Linked DNA regions of Mus musculus: region 1 is linked to region 2. The links are chromatin contacts, called in public Hi-C maps. All regions are on one chromosome and are shown on one strand. Each heading gives the region's core, a stretch centred on a gene start, on an enhancer-like site or on the middle of the called end of the contact. The rest is flanking DNA. Distances are from core to core; before and after follow the strand shown.

Region 1 (6,515 bases), core at 244-2,743, 82 kb before region 2:
AGGGCCGCAGGCTCCTTCATAGTGAGCATGTCAGCTCTAGAACCCCATGGCGTACATTGGTGGGGGGACAGGGTTTCAGGCATCGTTTCTGGGACCAGCTTGTCTCACCAGAGATCCTGGGAGGAGGTCCAGGAAACCCATTTCTGGGGCAGGCTGGGGTAGGAGGTGAAGTCCAGCACAGGAGAGGAAAGATAAGGTGTGGGCCTGGCAGGTAGAAGCATCATGGGGGCCCAGACTAGCTGCACACAGTGCAAGCTAGTAAGAGGCCAGCCTGTTGTGTTCACCTTCCTGGGTCAAACCTTGGCAACCTCTGACTGGTTGGGTGCCTGGACAAAGGAGTCTGTTTCCACACCAGACAATTGGGATAAGGTGCCTCCATTGTAGGGCTGTGCGTATATCACAGGGCTGAGCATCATTGGCTGGATCTGCGCCAGAAGCAGGGGCCATAGGCCCTGGGAGAAGTGGCCTACTCTCATGTCTGCTCTGGCTTTGCCCATGACAAGTGAGAACCTTACTTAGGGCATGGGGCTCACAGTGGCTCTCCTGCTGGGTCAGGAACAAAGGGTGAGAGATACTGGGACAGTGCTTCTAAGAGAGGTGGCACACAGTAGGTGCACATTCCTGCTGGCTACTGTTCTCATGTAACTAGCATTGAGGATTTACTGCCTAAGCGTCAGTAAGAGTTGGCTCTGAGCCAGACCTTCAGTGCCTTGCTTGTTTTTCCTGTGACTCCTTATAAAAGCTGCTGGAAGCAGCTTCTGTCGTCACCCTCCCAACAAGAGGAAACTGAGGCATAAGAGTGGAGTCTTTCCCTAGGGTCACTCATTGAGCTTCCTGGCATGAGCTGTGGGCTGGGTCTTCACAGATATAGAAATCAGGGCATATAGTGCTAGCTAACTGTCAGCTGGGGGTTGAGGCTTGGGCTGCAGGGCTCTGAAATTCTGAGCTGGCCTGGGAGACCCATCCCAGCCACGAGATGCCTAAAAGGGCCTGGGTGGGGCCTACACCAGGTCATTATAAACACCAGTTCCTCTGTTTGTCCTTCCCTCCATATGCTGCCCAGAGGAAAGGGGTGGCCCAGGCAAATATCCGGAGGTGTGCCCTTCCGCCCCTTCTCCTGCAGGGTCACAAGTGGCTGCAGTATGCAAGGTGGCTTGGGGCTTATGGGTGGGGGTAGGGGTCTGTGTGGGGGAGCATGGAAAGGCACTGCTGAAAGCTCTCCCACCTTTTCCATTCTGAGCGCTTCCCTATGCTTAGTGAGTGGTCACATGCACTACCACCCCCTATACTGCCAAATCTGGGAGCTGCTTTGGGGCTCCCTCGGTGTGGGAGGTGGGAACTGAGAGTAGAGCCAAGAGTTCAGGGTGGATAGCAAGCTAGACACGGAGGACAGGGAGCCGCAGGTCGCAGCACAGGCTCCACGCTGTGCCAGGCAGCACAAGGTGTGGCACTGTTAGAGTTGTAGAGACAGGCGTAGCGCCAAGGAGGGCTGGGTAGCCCTGGTGCAGAGGTCGGGGTGCTGGGACAGGCTGGACAGGAAAGGCTGGGAGGAGGGCAGCATGTTGCAGTGCTGGTTCTGAGGCAGAGAAGGCTGGAAGCCAGAGGTGCCCATTCTGCCCTAGCTGTCCCAACCCTCAGCCACAACCCCTGGACTTGGATCAAGCAAAGAAACTAAACCAGCTGGGAAAGTCCTGTCCAGGCCCGGGGCTGGCCACCTGCTGGCCCCTTGGGACCAGTTGAGACAGGTTGGCTGCTGCGTCCCCACCTGCCTCTCTCTTGGCTTGGCTGCCAAACCGGTTTCCCTGGCTGGCTGCCCATTAATGTCCTTCTTGTAGGCTGAGCCAGTGACTCCCAAGAAAGAGAGCCATGCCTGGAGAAGAAGAGAGCTGCCCCCTGGACACTTGTCTGTAGCCACTTCCCCAGCAGAGTCTCACTGGGGCTGGGTGCTGGTTCTGTGTCTGCCCACCACCCTGCCAGGTACTGAAGAGCCAGGTGGGACAAAGATGAAAGTCCTCTGACACCCTTTGGTCCTTTGGGCCTTCACTCCTGAAGCCTCCTATAGGAAGCCTCCCTTAGCACACCTGCCATCCTTCCGTGGTTGGTAGCACTTTGTGGGCCCAGTCCCTACCAGTGTACACTGTCACTACCTAGGGACCGTCTGCCCCAGGTAGACCCTAGTGGGTCATAGGCTGTCTAGGTTGTTCTCGTGTCCGACTATCAGCCAGAGTAGAGTGGGTGTTAGTGATTGAATGACTGATAGATCTTTTCTTCCTGTCTTACAGATGAGTAACTCAAAGCCTCAGGAGGAGACGTCACCCACGCAAAGGTGCTTCTAGCCCAGCCAGCTTCAGACCAGGTCTGTCGGACTCCAGGCTCTTCCCACAGGGCCTGTCTCTCCAGCATAAGGGGCTGGTCCCAGGCAGGGAGGGGCTCAGTTGCTTCATCACCCAGGACTCAGGTAGTGAGAGGCAGAGGATTGTTGGGAGGCTGCCTAGTGTCCCTCATTGCTTGATCCTCTGTGGGGTGCCACCATCATCCTGTCCTTCAGCTAGGATGGACCCCAGGGCCTCCCGCCTACTCTGCAGTTCTCTGCTGCTGAGCTGCAGCCCCAGACCTTTTTATCATTTTATTTTGAGACAATTTCACCACGTTGATCAGAATAGCCTGAATCCACTCTATCTCGGCAGAGCTTTGAGCTTGCCATCCTCCTGCCTCCTGAGTAGCTGGGATTGCGGCTACTGAGCCTGTGCTCCTGGCTCATCTTTTGATTCTTTGTTGTTGTTGTTGTTGTTGTTGTAACTGTTGTTATTTATTTTTAATTTACTTTTTAAAAATGGTTATTAGTCTTTAAAGTTTATGTGTATGAGTGTTTTTGCCTGCATGTATGTCTGTGCACCACATGTGTTGCTAATGTCCTTGAAAGTCAGAGGGTGTCGTATCCCTTAGAAGTGGAGTTATGTCCAGTTGTGAGCTCCCATGTGGAAACTGACCCCAGGTCCCCTAGAAGAGCAGCCAGTGCTCTTACCTGCTGGGCTTTCTCTCCAGCTCCCCACTCCCTTTTTGAGATAGGCTCTAACTAGCCTAGAACTCACTTATGTAGACCAGACTGGCCTTGAACACACAGAAATCCACATGGCTCTGCCTTCGAGTATTGGGACTAAAGTGGTATGTCACCATGCCTGGCTCACCCTTGGGTTCCTGACTGGCCTTTCCTGGGTATTTATATAGTACCCAGCTGAAGACCCAGGCCCTAGAGACAGGAGAATGTCCCAGTGTGGAGAGGCATTCCATTTGTCTGTAGCCAATGGCTGGGGTGGCCAGACTAGAGGTGGGGACTGCTCACTGGTGCCCAGAGGTGGGACTAGGGAGACTATGGATGGGCGGGTGTAGGCACTGCTATCATTACTGGGGTTGGAGGGAGACAAGAGGCACTACACATAGGAATAGCAGCAGGTTCCCCGAAGGTGAGGGCATCTGAAGGTGAAGTGATGGCCAGCAGGCTGTGTTAAACACAGGAAGGGGAACTGGAGGAGGGGAGGGAGGGAGCTCCTGGGATGATAGGCAAGGGGAACTGCCTGTGCAAAGGCCCTGCAGTATGAAAGCTGCTGTGAAGGTGATGGGCCACAAGGAGCTGTGGCTCTGAAGAGAGGACAGCTGGGCTGACCCTCTAGTTGCTCAAGAGGAACCCACAAAAATAGCTGCTCAGAGGGCCCAGGAAGAGTCTGCTGCCCCCTGCTGGTATATGAGATATCTGCTGAACCAGCCAGGGCAGAAGCAAAGAATTGGAGAAGGTTTGAGTGACAGATGACCTGCCACTGATCCCACCTCCCTTGGTGCTTCCTTCCTACAGGTGCCTGTAAGAACTCAAGCCACCCCACTGTTCACAAACTCTGTGCTAAGGCCCTGGAACCATGTTTGGAAAGAAGAAGAAGCGGGTGGAGATCTCAGCCCCATCCAACTTCGAGCACCGTGTACACACAGGCTTTGATCAGCATGAGCAGAAGTTCACAGGGCTGCCCCGCCAGTGGCAGAGCCTGATTGAGGAATCAGCACGCAGACCCAAGCCCCTGATCGACCCTGCCTGCATCACGTCCATCCAGCCTGGAGCCCCCAAGGTAGCCATCACCACACCACTTTAGCCCACAGCCCATACTGCCAGAATGGCCCAGCCCTTCAATTGCTCCTGGCTTCTTTGCAGAACCTCCCACCTCTGTAGCCCAGTGGTCGGCCTTCCACCTGCCAGTACAATCCTGGAAGGTCAGCTTCTGACTTCCACTCCTGCCCCAACACCACAACACTACACATTCAACCTTGGTCTCCCAGTGCTTCATGACATGGGAGACAACATGGGAGTGCTCCCAGACAACATCCGGGCTTGGCTAGGGGATGCCTAAGCTGCATTCCAAGGTCCAGGAGCAGCTGAGGCAGATGGGAGCAGGGCAGCAGCCATTCAGTCTTATCATCCTGAGCAAATTGTCAGTTGGAGTGAGACTTGAGGTTTAGATCCAAGATCCTCACACTTCCCCCGCCCCCGTGTACAATGTGAGAATTGTGGTCTCACTGCCTAGGCAGGAACTACAGCCTTGCAGGCCTAGTGGTAAGAGTGCCCCAGCTGGACTCATGCCATGGGTGGTGGGACCCAGAGGAGTACAGCCAGACGTGTCCCCACTTGGTGGAGTTGGGCGTGCCTATGGTCAGCAGGCTGGGTACCCGGCCCTGCAGCTGATTCATCCTCTCCCAGTGACCAGCCAGGGTCTGGCAGGAGAGAGGCAGCGTCATCAGGGCACCCACAGCCGTGGTGCTTGGGTGGAGGCTGGGCTCTTTCTGGTTATTTCTGTGGCCCCGTAGGGTCATGTGAGAGCTTTGACTTCTCTCTGTTGCCTAGAAAGCCCCTCTTGTCATCTGAATCTGTATGGGCTTTTCATGCCCCAGGCCAGCTGGAAGCCAGTAGCAACTGGTTATGAAGTAGGCCCCTCCATAGTCCCCAGACAACCCACCCTAAACACTCCCATGACCCAATGAGCTTTGTGGTCATTTCTCACACATTGTGTGTCCCCAAAATTTCACCACTGCTCTATGCACCCTTGTGTTTCCACACCTTTCCACAGTCCTGCCAGGGGAAGGACACTTGTCCTAATTCCCGTGCAGGCAGGCACCTTAGCTGGGACTGCCTAGATGACAAGCTTCCTGACCACTGACTCAGGTTCTAATAGCAGAGCCTGGCAGGTAGCCCCTGAAGGAAAAAAGAAATGAAAAAGGTAAACATGCCTGCTCCTAGGTGTGGTGGAGGAGGTTATTGTGGGTATGAGGGAGAGCACAGCCAGAGGCAGGGGCATCTGGAAGAGGCCAGAGTGGACATGACTCTGAGCCAGGTGAGGAGAGGGGGAGGGAAGAGCCAGGAGGCCAGGAGGGTAAAAGGCAGCAGAGTCAGCGCAGCCAAAATGGCTGGATTATATAGGGAAAGGCAGCTGGGGGAAGGCAGTCCAGGGGGAAGCAGTGGATGCCGGAAAGAAAGACCCTGTAACAGGTAGGGACTGAGGGATGCTGGGAAATGCTAGAGGCCTGGTCTGCTTTGATATGTCAAATAGGCACCTCAGCCATTTGTCCTGGGTTTGAAACCTAACATCCATCTTTCTTGACTCCCTGGACAAGGCCAGGCTTTCAGGCAGACAGCCAGGGCCCACAAGAGGCTGGGACCACAGCATGCCATTAGGAGCCTTATGGACTCCAGGTCGTTCCCGGGAGCTCAGTATAAACTCAGCCTCAGAGACTATCCAGGCAACTCCCCACCTCTCCTTCTTGCCTTCCTCCTCCCTTCCTTCCTTCTTTTGCAAAGTACCTTGTTCTTGGTGTGGACTCTGATCTAGGTCCAAGACCTGGTAGGCTGTGAATGGTAGAACAAGTGCTCAGCCCCGGGAAGGCCACAGGGTAAAGCAGCATCCTGGGCTCACAGCCTAGTCCGCTGCAGCAGGCCTACAACCCTGGTTCTCAACCTGTGGGTCACGACCCACATAGTGGATATTTACATTACAATTCATAACAGTAGCAGACCACAGTTATGAAGTGGCAATGAAATAATTTTGTGTTTAGGGTCATCACAGCATGAGGAATGGTCGCAGCATTAGAAAGGCTGAGAACCACTGTTCTAGAAGAAAAAAGGAAAGAGCCGGAGACTTGTGGGCTGGCATTTAAACTAGGGGTTAGCAAGTCCTCAGAGAAGGAGGTTTTGATCAGAGACCTCTGGGAGGGGAGTGGGACAGCCATGGAGACATTTGGGAGATGTAGGGCAGGGCAAAGAGCTGATGGACACACATCCAGTGTATTGGAGGAACCGCCTGATGTGCCCAGTGCTCAGGAGGAGCCAAGAAGACCACACCTCAGTGGGGCAGGGAGAGTGGAGGCTTGGTGGTTCAGGGCATGTTTCAGTTGACGCTTGCCACACAGCTCCCAAGCCTCCTAGCTTTAGGCTGTGGGCTTTCTATTCTGCGCCACATCCTCTGCCCTAGGGGATCAGA
Region 2 (6,987 bases), core at 99-2,598:
CAATGTGAAGGAGTTCTGTAGAGTCATGTGACCTCAGGGCACTCAATCACACACATCACAACAGATCAGGTTGTGTGTGTGTGTGGGGGGGGGGTGTCTCTGCAGTGATGCTGAACCTCTGTAATCCCAGAGATTAAGAGGGTGAAGCAGGAGGATCAGGCGTTCTATGATACCCAAGGAAAAACCCTGTCTCAAACAAACTCTAAGCAGGGCATGGTGGGAGTGCCTGAATTACCCGGCAAGCATTTGGAAATTGGAGGCAGGAATACTAGGAGTTCAAGGTCCTCCTCAGCTACATGGTGGATTTGAGGCTAGTCTAGGCTATATGAGATCCTAACTCAGAATGCCAGTGTGTGTGTGTGTGTGTGTGTGTGTCTGTCTGTCTGTCTGTCTGTCTATGTATGTACCTGTGTGTCTGTGTGGTGTGGATCTGTGTTTGTGTGTATGTAGGAGCTGTAAGGATGGCTTGCTGTTTACACTGACATTTCAACACAGACAGCACTGTATCGGGTTATCTTGAGGAGTCTGCATAATCATAGGCATAAAATGCTTATAGAGGCTGAAGATTTGGCTGAAGTGGATAGAGTGCTTGCTTAGCATGCAGGAAGCCCTAGGTTTGAGGGGGTGAAGTGGCTCATGCCTGCAATTCCAGCACTCTAGAAGTGGAGGTCCAAGGATCGAGAGTTTAAGGTCACCCTTGAGTGCATAGAGAGTTCAAGGCCAGCCTGTATAAAAGTGGGGGGGGGGGCAGGGGAGCCTGTTAGTGTCATAGGCCGTTAATCCTAACCTTCAGACAAAGGCAGGAGGATCTCTGTGAGTTCCAGGCCAGCTTGAGAGTTCCAGCCTGTGAGACCCTGTCTCAAAAAAAAGAAAAAGAAAAAGAAAAAAGAAAAAAAAAAAGCCTAAGGGGGCGGGTAATAAAAAGAAAACGGCTTCTGGAACATTTCATGGAGCATAGTGACTCTCATTATTTATTACGGGGTGTGGCACAAGTCATCCAAACCCATCATCTTTCTTCTGGCACCCCCCCAAAACTCCTACATGTGTCCCCTAAGATTCCAAGAAAGGCCTCCTCCGTGCCCCAATTTCTTTAAAAACATCTCCCTCCTTGCTGTGTGCCTTCGCCATCGCTAGAATTCGGGGTGAGTCAGGGCAACTTCCTCTCCTCCCACCATCCTCTAGGTTCTGAGGATTTTCCAGTCAGGATTCCAAGCTCCTGGGTTTCTCTTTGCGACCAAGTCTTCTGTCCGTCATCCTCTGGCCCCACCCACCAGGTATCTCTCCACCCCGCCTCCTCCCCTCCTCACCCTGCCCTGCAATTACATCAGCAGAATAGTCTCGGGCAGTTCCCTGGGGAACTCTTAGACTAAGAACACCTGGGCGACGTCCCAGAGCCGTGACTGGTGCAGCCGCCTTCCTCCATCGCCAAGTCCAAACTCTCCAGAAACCCGGAATGGGCTGGAGGCATGCCTGGAGCACGGACTGGGGGACCGGACCCCAGAACTACTGACTCTGGAGCTCATCAGAGAGTATGCATGTGGGACAAGATCCCAGGCGACCCAGGCAGTGAGAATCGCTGCACCGCGGAGAGGGAATGGTTAAAACTCACGTTACTGTTCAGGAAGGATGAACCTGGGCCATTTGCTGGAAAAATGGATGCGACTGGAAAGTCTCCTGTCAAACGAAATACACCAGACTCACAAAGGCAAATATCACGATTTTCCTCTCCTGTGCAGGATCTACATTTAGCAGTGTACGTAGGAAAGCCATAAAAGCATAATTATTTGGAATAGAAAAGAGAAAAGTGGGGAGTCCTGAAGGGAGGGGAGCAAAGAAAGTCATAAACACCTGTGACTGTAGCTCCAAGAGAGTAACGCCCTCTCTGGCTGCTCTGAACACCTACATACATGTTCAAAGACAACCACACAGACACACGCATACACATAGCTAAAAATAAAAAGTAAGAGGATGGAGAGATGGCTCAGCAGTTAAGGACACTTCCTGCTCTTCCAGGGGATCTAAGTTCAGTGTTCAGCACCCACAGGACAGTGCCCACAGTAACTCCAGTTCCGGATGTCACAGGTCTTCTGACCTCCCAGGGCACGGCACACATGTAGCACACAGACACACATGCAGGTAAAACACCCACCTGCGTAAAATAAAAATAAATAAATCCTTTTTACAAGTTAAAAAGAACGTCTTAAAAAAAAGTAATAAGAGAAGCCAAGGGGTGGTGGCACATGCCTTTAATCCCAGCATTTGGGAGGCAGAGGCAAGTGGATCTCTGAGTTCGAGACCAGAGTCTGATCTACAGAGTAAGTTCCAGGACAGCCAGGGCTACACACAGAAACCCCATCTCAAAAAAAAATAATAATAATAGGAAAAAATGATACACATAATGATGTAATAATAAAACCCATTATTCTATATACTAACTAAAAAGAGTTCCTAAAGGAAAAATCCTTCCTCCCCCAAAAGGTCATGCACAGACCAACAGCATCATTTGGTGAGAGTCAGGAAAGTCTCTTGTTGGGCACAGTGGCATGAATCTGCAGCCCCAGCCACTCAGGAAGTGGGGCAGGAAGATTGCTTGAGCTCAGGAGTTTGATGACAGCCTAGGGAACATAGCCTGTCTCAAAGTAAAATACAGGAAAAGGAAAGGGGCTGGGGAGATGGCTCAGTGAGTAAGAGCACTGGCTTCTCTTCCAGAGGACTCATGCTCAATTCCCAGCACCCACATGGTAGCTCACAACTGTTGATAACTCCAGTTCCAGAGGATCCCCGGTACTAGGTATGCACAAGGTACACATATATGTGCATGTAGGCAAAATATTCATACATGTAAAATAAATCCTTTTTAGAAAGAAAAGAAGGAAGGGAGGGAGGCAGGGAAGAAGGAAGGAAGAGAGGGAGGAAGGAAGAAAGGAAGGAAAGAAAGAAGGAGGGAAGGAAGGAAAGAAGGAAGGAAGGAAGGAAGGAAGGAAGGAAGGAAGGAAGGAAGGAAGAGAAAAGCCAGCAACTGATACCAAGCCTGACAATCTAAGTTCAAATCTGGGAACCCACATTGTAGAAAGAGAGAACTGACTACCATAGTTTTCTGATCTCTGTGCCTGCTCCTGCTCCTGCCCCTGCACTTACTTGCTCTCTCTCTCTCTCTCTCTCTCAAACACACACACACACACACACACACACAATCTTTGAAAGACAGGGAACAGCAGGCAGTGGTGACACACACCTTTAATCCCAGAACTTGGGAGGCAGAGGCAGGAGGATTTCTTAGTTCGAGGCCAGCCTGGTCTACAGAGCGAGCTCCAGGACAACCAGGGCTACACAGAAAAACAAAAACAACAACAACAAGAAGAAAGAAAGAGAGAGAGAGAGAGAGAGAGAGAGAGAGAGAGGAAGAAAGAAAGAGAGAGAGGAAGAAAGAAAGAAAGAGAGAGAGAGAAAGAGAGAAAGAAAGAAAGAAAGAGAAAGAAAGAAAGAAAGAAAGAGAGAGAGAGAGAGAAAGAAAGAAAGGAAGGAAGGAAGGAAGGAAGGAAGGAAGGAAAAAGAGAAAGAGAAAGAGAAAGAAAAAGAAAAAGAAAAAGAAAAAGAGAAAAAGAAAAAGAAAAAGAAAAAGAAAAAGACAGGGAGGAACAGAGGGGCACAGAAAGAGGTATTGTCATCTAGCATGTCTTGTTTCCCCTGGCCGTGTACGAGAGAGCGTCTTCCTCTGTGGCCTCAGCATGCATTCCTAACTGTGGTTATTAGCCATCCCACCAGTCTCTTGTGAAAGGTCAACATGGGCGTCTCTAGCATTTTCCATTCTTGGTTTCTGTATTGGTTTCCCGTATGTTCCCCTCTCTCTCCTATCTCTATGTTTATCTCTTCTTGTCTTCTGCCCATTTCCTAGTGGGTTGTGCAGCATTTTGCTATGTAGCTCAGGCTAGCCTCAAAGCCAGGCTAGCCTCCTCGTTCCTTAGTCTCCCTGGTGCTGGTGTCACAGGCATGTGCCCAGTAGCTAGAACAGGTTGTTTTGTTTTTGTTTGTTTCTTGTGTATGTATGGACGTGGGTCTGTGGTGTGCACTGTGTTTAAGCGTATGTGCACATGCACGCAGAAGCTGGGGGTTCACATAAGGTGTCTTTTTCAATCAGTTGCCACACAACTTTTGTCTTGTCTTGTCTTGTCTTGTCTTGTCTTGTCTTGTCTTGTCTTGTCTTGTCTTGTTTTGTTTTGTTTTGTTTTTTGAGACAGAGTTTCTCTGTGTAGCCTGGCTGCTCTGGAACTCTCTGAGCCATCTCTCCAGATCGTCCACCTAATTTTTTGGTACAGGGCCCCTCACTGAGTCTGGAGCTCAGTGGTTAAACTGGCTGCCCAGCAAGCTTCTGGCATCCCCCAGTCTCTTCCTCCCCAGTGCTGGGATTGAGGGTATGTGCCACTGTGCCAAGCTCTTCCTGTGGGTGCTGGGCTGCTAATGCATGCTCACACACTTGTACAGCAAACACTTTATCCCCTAAGCCATCTCCCTGGACCCTTGGATCAGTTCTGAGAGGTGTGGGGCAGGGGTATACCCAGGTCCATGTGGGGTCTATGTTTGTATTCTCAACACTTGAAAGGCTAAGGCAGAATTGTGAGTTCAAGGCTCAAGACTAGCTAGTCCAAGCTACATAAGAAGACACTGTCCCAAAACCTTTTGTACAGCGTCCGTGAAGATACAATTTGTCTTTTTCCAGTCCATAGTTGAATACAGTGCTGGCACATACACTCACAAGCCTGAGGCACGAGGATCACCCATAAACTCAAGGCTAGCATGGGGTGCATAGTGAAATCCAGGCCAGTCTGGGCTATGGAATGAGACCAAATAAAATCAATCAATCAATCAATCAATCAAAGACAAATCAAGGGAGTGCTGGCACATGCCTTTAATCCCAGCACTCAGGAGGCCAAGGCAGATGGATCTCTGTGAGTTCAAAGTCAGCCTGGTCTACAGAGTGAGTTCCAGGCCAGTCAGGTCTATGCTTCAAGACCTCAGAAAACAAAAACAAAGCAAAACAAAGCAAATAACCCACACCCACAACAATCTTGCAGGGGTGGGGGGTGGGGTGGACCCTGTGGGCGTGGCACTTACACACGCAGTTAACTGATTGTGCTCCCCTGGAGAGAACAGAGCCACAACAAACTGGAAGCTCTGGTGAACAGCACCAGGAAGACCACACAGACGCAGACATGACCTGTGACCCAGACATGACCTGTGACCCCATGACCTCCTGATTATGTACCTTGCATTCTCTGCAAAGCCTAGACACTGAGCAAGACCGTGAACATGGGGGATGCCCTCCATAAGTGGGTGAGAACCAAAGCACAAAATGAAAAAAGTCAGTAACTTACAAGACTCAAGGAAACCTCTGGGGAGTCAGACAAGCAGTAGTAAGCAGTTGCTCCAGAGAGGAGACTCTTCTGAGGAGCTGCCCCAAAGATGTGCAGGGAGCTCCAGGCTTTTATGAGTCCTCACCCGTGCTGGGGTGGGCTTTCCTGTGATGGAGCTTCAGGGGAGTCCCCCAAAGTCCTGTAAGTAACTCCCAAACAACTCTGCTTCTGCAAGCTGGACTTAGATTGGCTCCTTCATGGGTCTGCTATTGCTTCTGTCTGTCTGAGTGAATAGAAATAGACTCCTCATGTAATCATGCAACCAGTACAGGCTGGAGTAGAGGGAGACACTTAGAGCTTGCCCACCTCTGAGAGTGAGTAGCCCAAATTCTACATCTCCTTGTTTGTTTGTTGTTTTGTTGAGACAGGGTTTCTCTGTATAGCCCTGGCTGTCCTGGAACACACTCAGAGATCCACCTACCTCTGCCTCCCGAGTGCTGGGATTAAAGGCGTGTGTCACTACTGCTGGCTAAATTCTACATCTTGTGCCCATCTCTCTCATACCCCACTCCCAGACCTGAGACATTTGGGGTCCCTGAATGGTGCAGAAATCATACAGAACACAACTCCAACTTGATCCTGACAGAGAAGCTATATGTTCAAATTACATTTGTTTTATTTTTATAAAGTTCCATTTGTTTATTGTGTTCATTTTTGGTGCTTATGGAATCTCAGAACACAAGTTGCAAGAGTAGGGTCTCTCCTTCCACCACGTGGGCTCCAGGTTTTAAACTTGAATTGTCAGGCTTGGCTGCAAACACTTACACCCACTGAGCACCAGCTCGCCAACCTAAAGGCTGTAATATTTATTTTCCAGCTCTGTCCCTGGGTAGGGATTGCTCTGAAGAAAGCACTAATGGTACTTCCACTTCCGGTTCGCTCTGCTTCCACTCAGAGGAAAGGCCTAGAGAAGCCGGAAGATCCAGGCACATCGGTGGGATGCTGACAGTGTGTGGGGACTGCCCACCCTTTCCACGAGTGAGTGCAAAAGTGCGCCCATGGGATGTGGTGGGAGGGTACCAGCTGGTGTGCTGCAGAAGGTTCTAAAAAATCTCCCACACAGGGGACAGGTGTGGGCCTTATGGGAATAGGAAGCTAGAGGCAACCTAAGTGCCCATCTCTGGGCGAGTGGGTAAGTACTGGCGCTGTGGGCGCACGCTGTCACAGTTCCACAGGGAACTAGATGTCCGCAGCTGTGTGGGGAGATCTCAGAGATGTGGTGTTAAGTTTTGTTTTTTTTTTTTTGTTTTGTTTTTTGTTTTTTGTTTTTTTTTCAAAGTTAGTAGATTTATAGCGCAATCTCATTTGTGTAAATTGGAAACGCATAGACAAAGTCACAAATTAAAACGGTGCCTCTTGGCAGTTGTATATCAAGCCCGCTGAAGTGGGTGTCTGGGAGGCGGACGGAGGGGGTGGGGATTGGAGAGGAGGGGAGTCTTATGGGCCATTTGTGGCTCTGCGTTATGATCTGAAAAGTATGATTAACAACCCCGGGCACTGAGAACTGAGATGAAATGAAGAAATAAAAGCTGCAGACACATCACAGAAATTGCTTACTGGTTGTGCGGATCTGATA

Evidence for each region. Hi-C and Micro-C count contacts between places; a contact is called where the count stands out from the background.
Region 1: a Hi-C map of cerebral cortex shows a contact between it and region 2, with 1.6 times the contacts expected there. The contact joins two enhancer-like sites. A contact is called at or near these places in 1 of 15 datasets of contacts at CTCF or cohesin (embryonic stem cells), 4 of 484 Hi-C or Micro-C datasets (the AML12 cell line, bone marrow-derived macrophages, cerebral cortex and 1 more), 11 of 115 datasets of contacts at active chromatin or transcription factors (T-cell acute lymphoblastic leukemia, embryonic stem cells, epiblast stem cells and 6 more) and 4 of 9 other capture datasets (adipose tissue, embryonic stem cells, liver and 1 more).

What each region holds. Positions count from the first base shown.
Region 1 is chr7:28,565,634-28,572,148 of GRCm38.p6, reverse strand. Pak4 (p21 (RAC1) activated kinase 4) reads left to right here. Exons shown (of 10, transcript NM_027470.3): 2 at 2,283-2,356; 3 at 3,851-4,115. The coding sequence starts at 3,912. Among named protein-coding and RNA genes, the nearest start is that of Mir7049, 7.9 kb to the right of the region's middle. Within about 2 kb of position 1,493, at least 82 of the 459 cell types and tissues checked have an H3K27ac peak or open chromatin away from gene starts, as enhancers often do. A contact at or near this core is called in cerebral cortex, where this site is marked.
Region 2 is chr7:28,482,547-28,489,533 of GRCm38.p6, reverse strand. No RefSeq gene overlaps it. Among named protein-coding and RNA genes, the nearest start is that of Ifnl2, 24 kb to the left of the region's middle. Within about 2 kb of position 1,348, at least 43 of the 459 cell types and tissues checked have an H3K27ac peak or open chromatin away from gene starts, as enhancers often do. A contact at or near this core is called in cerebral cortex, where this site is marked.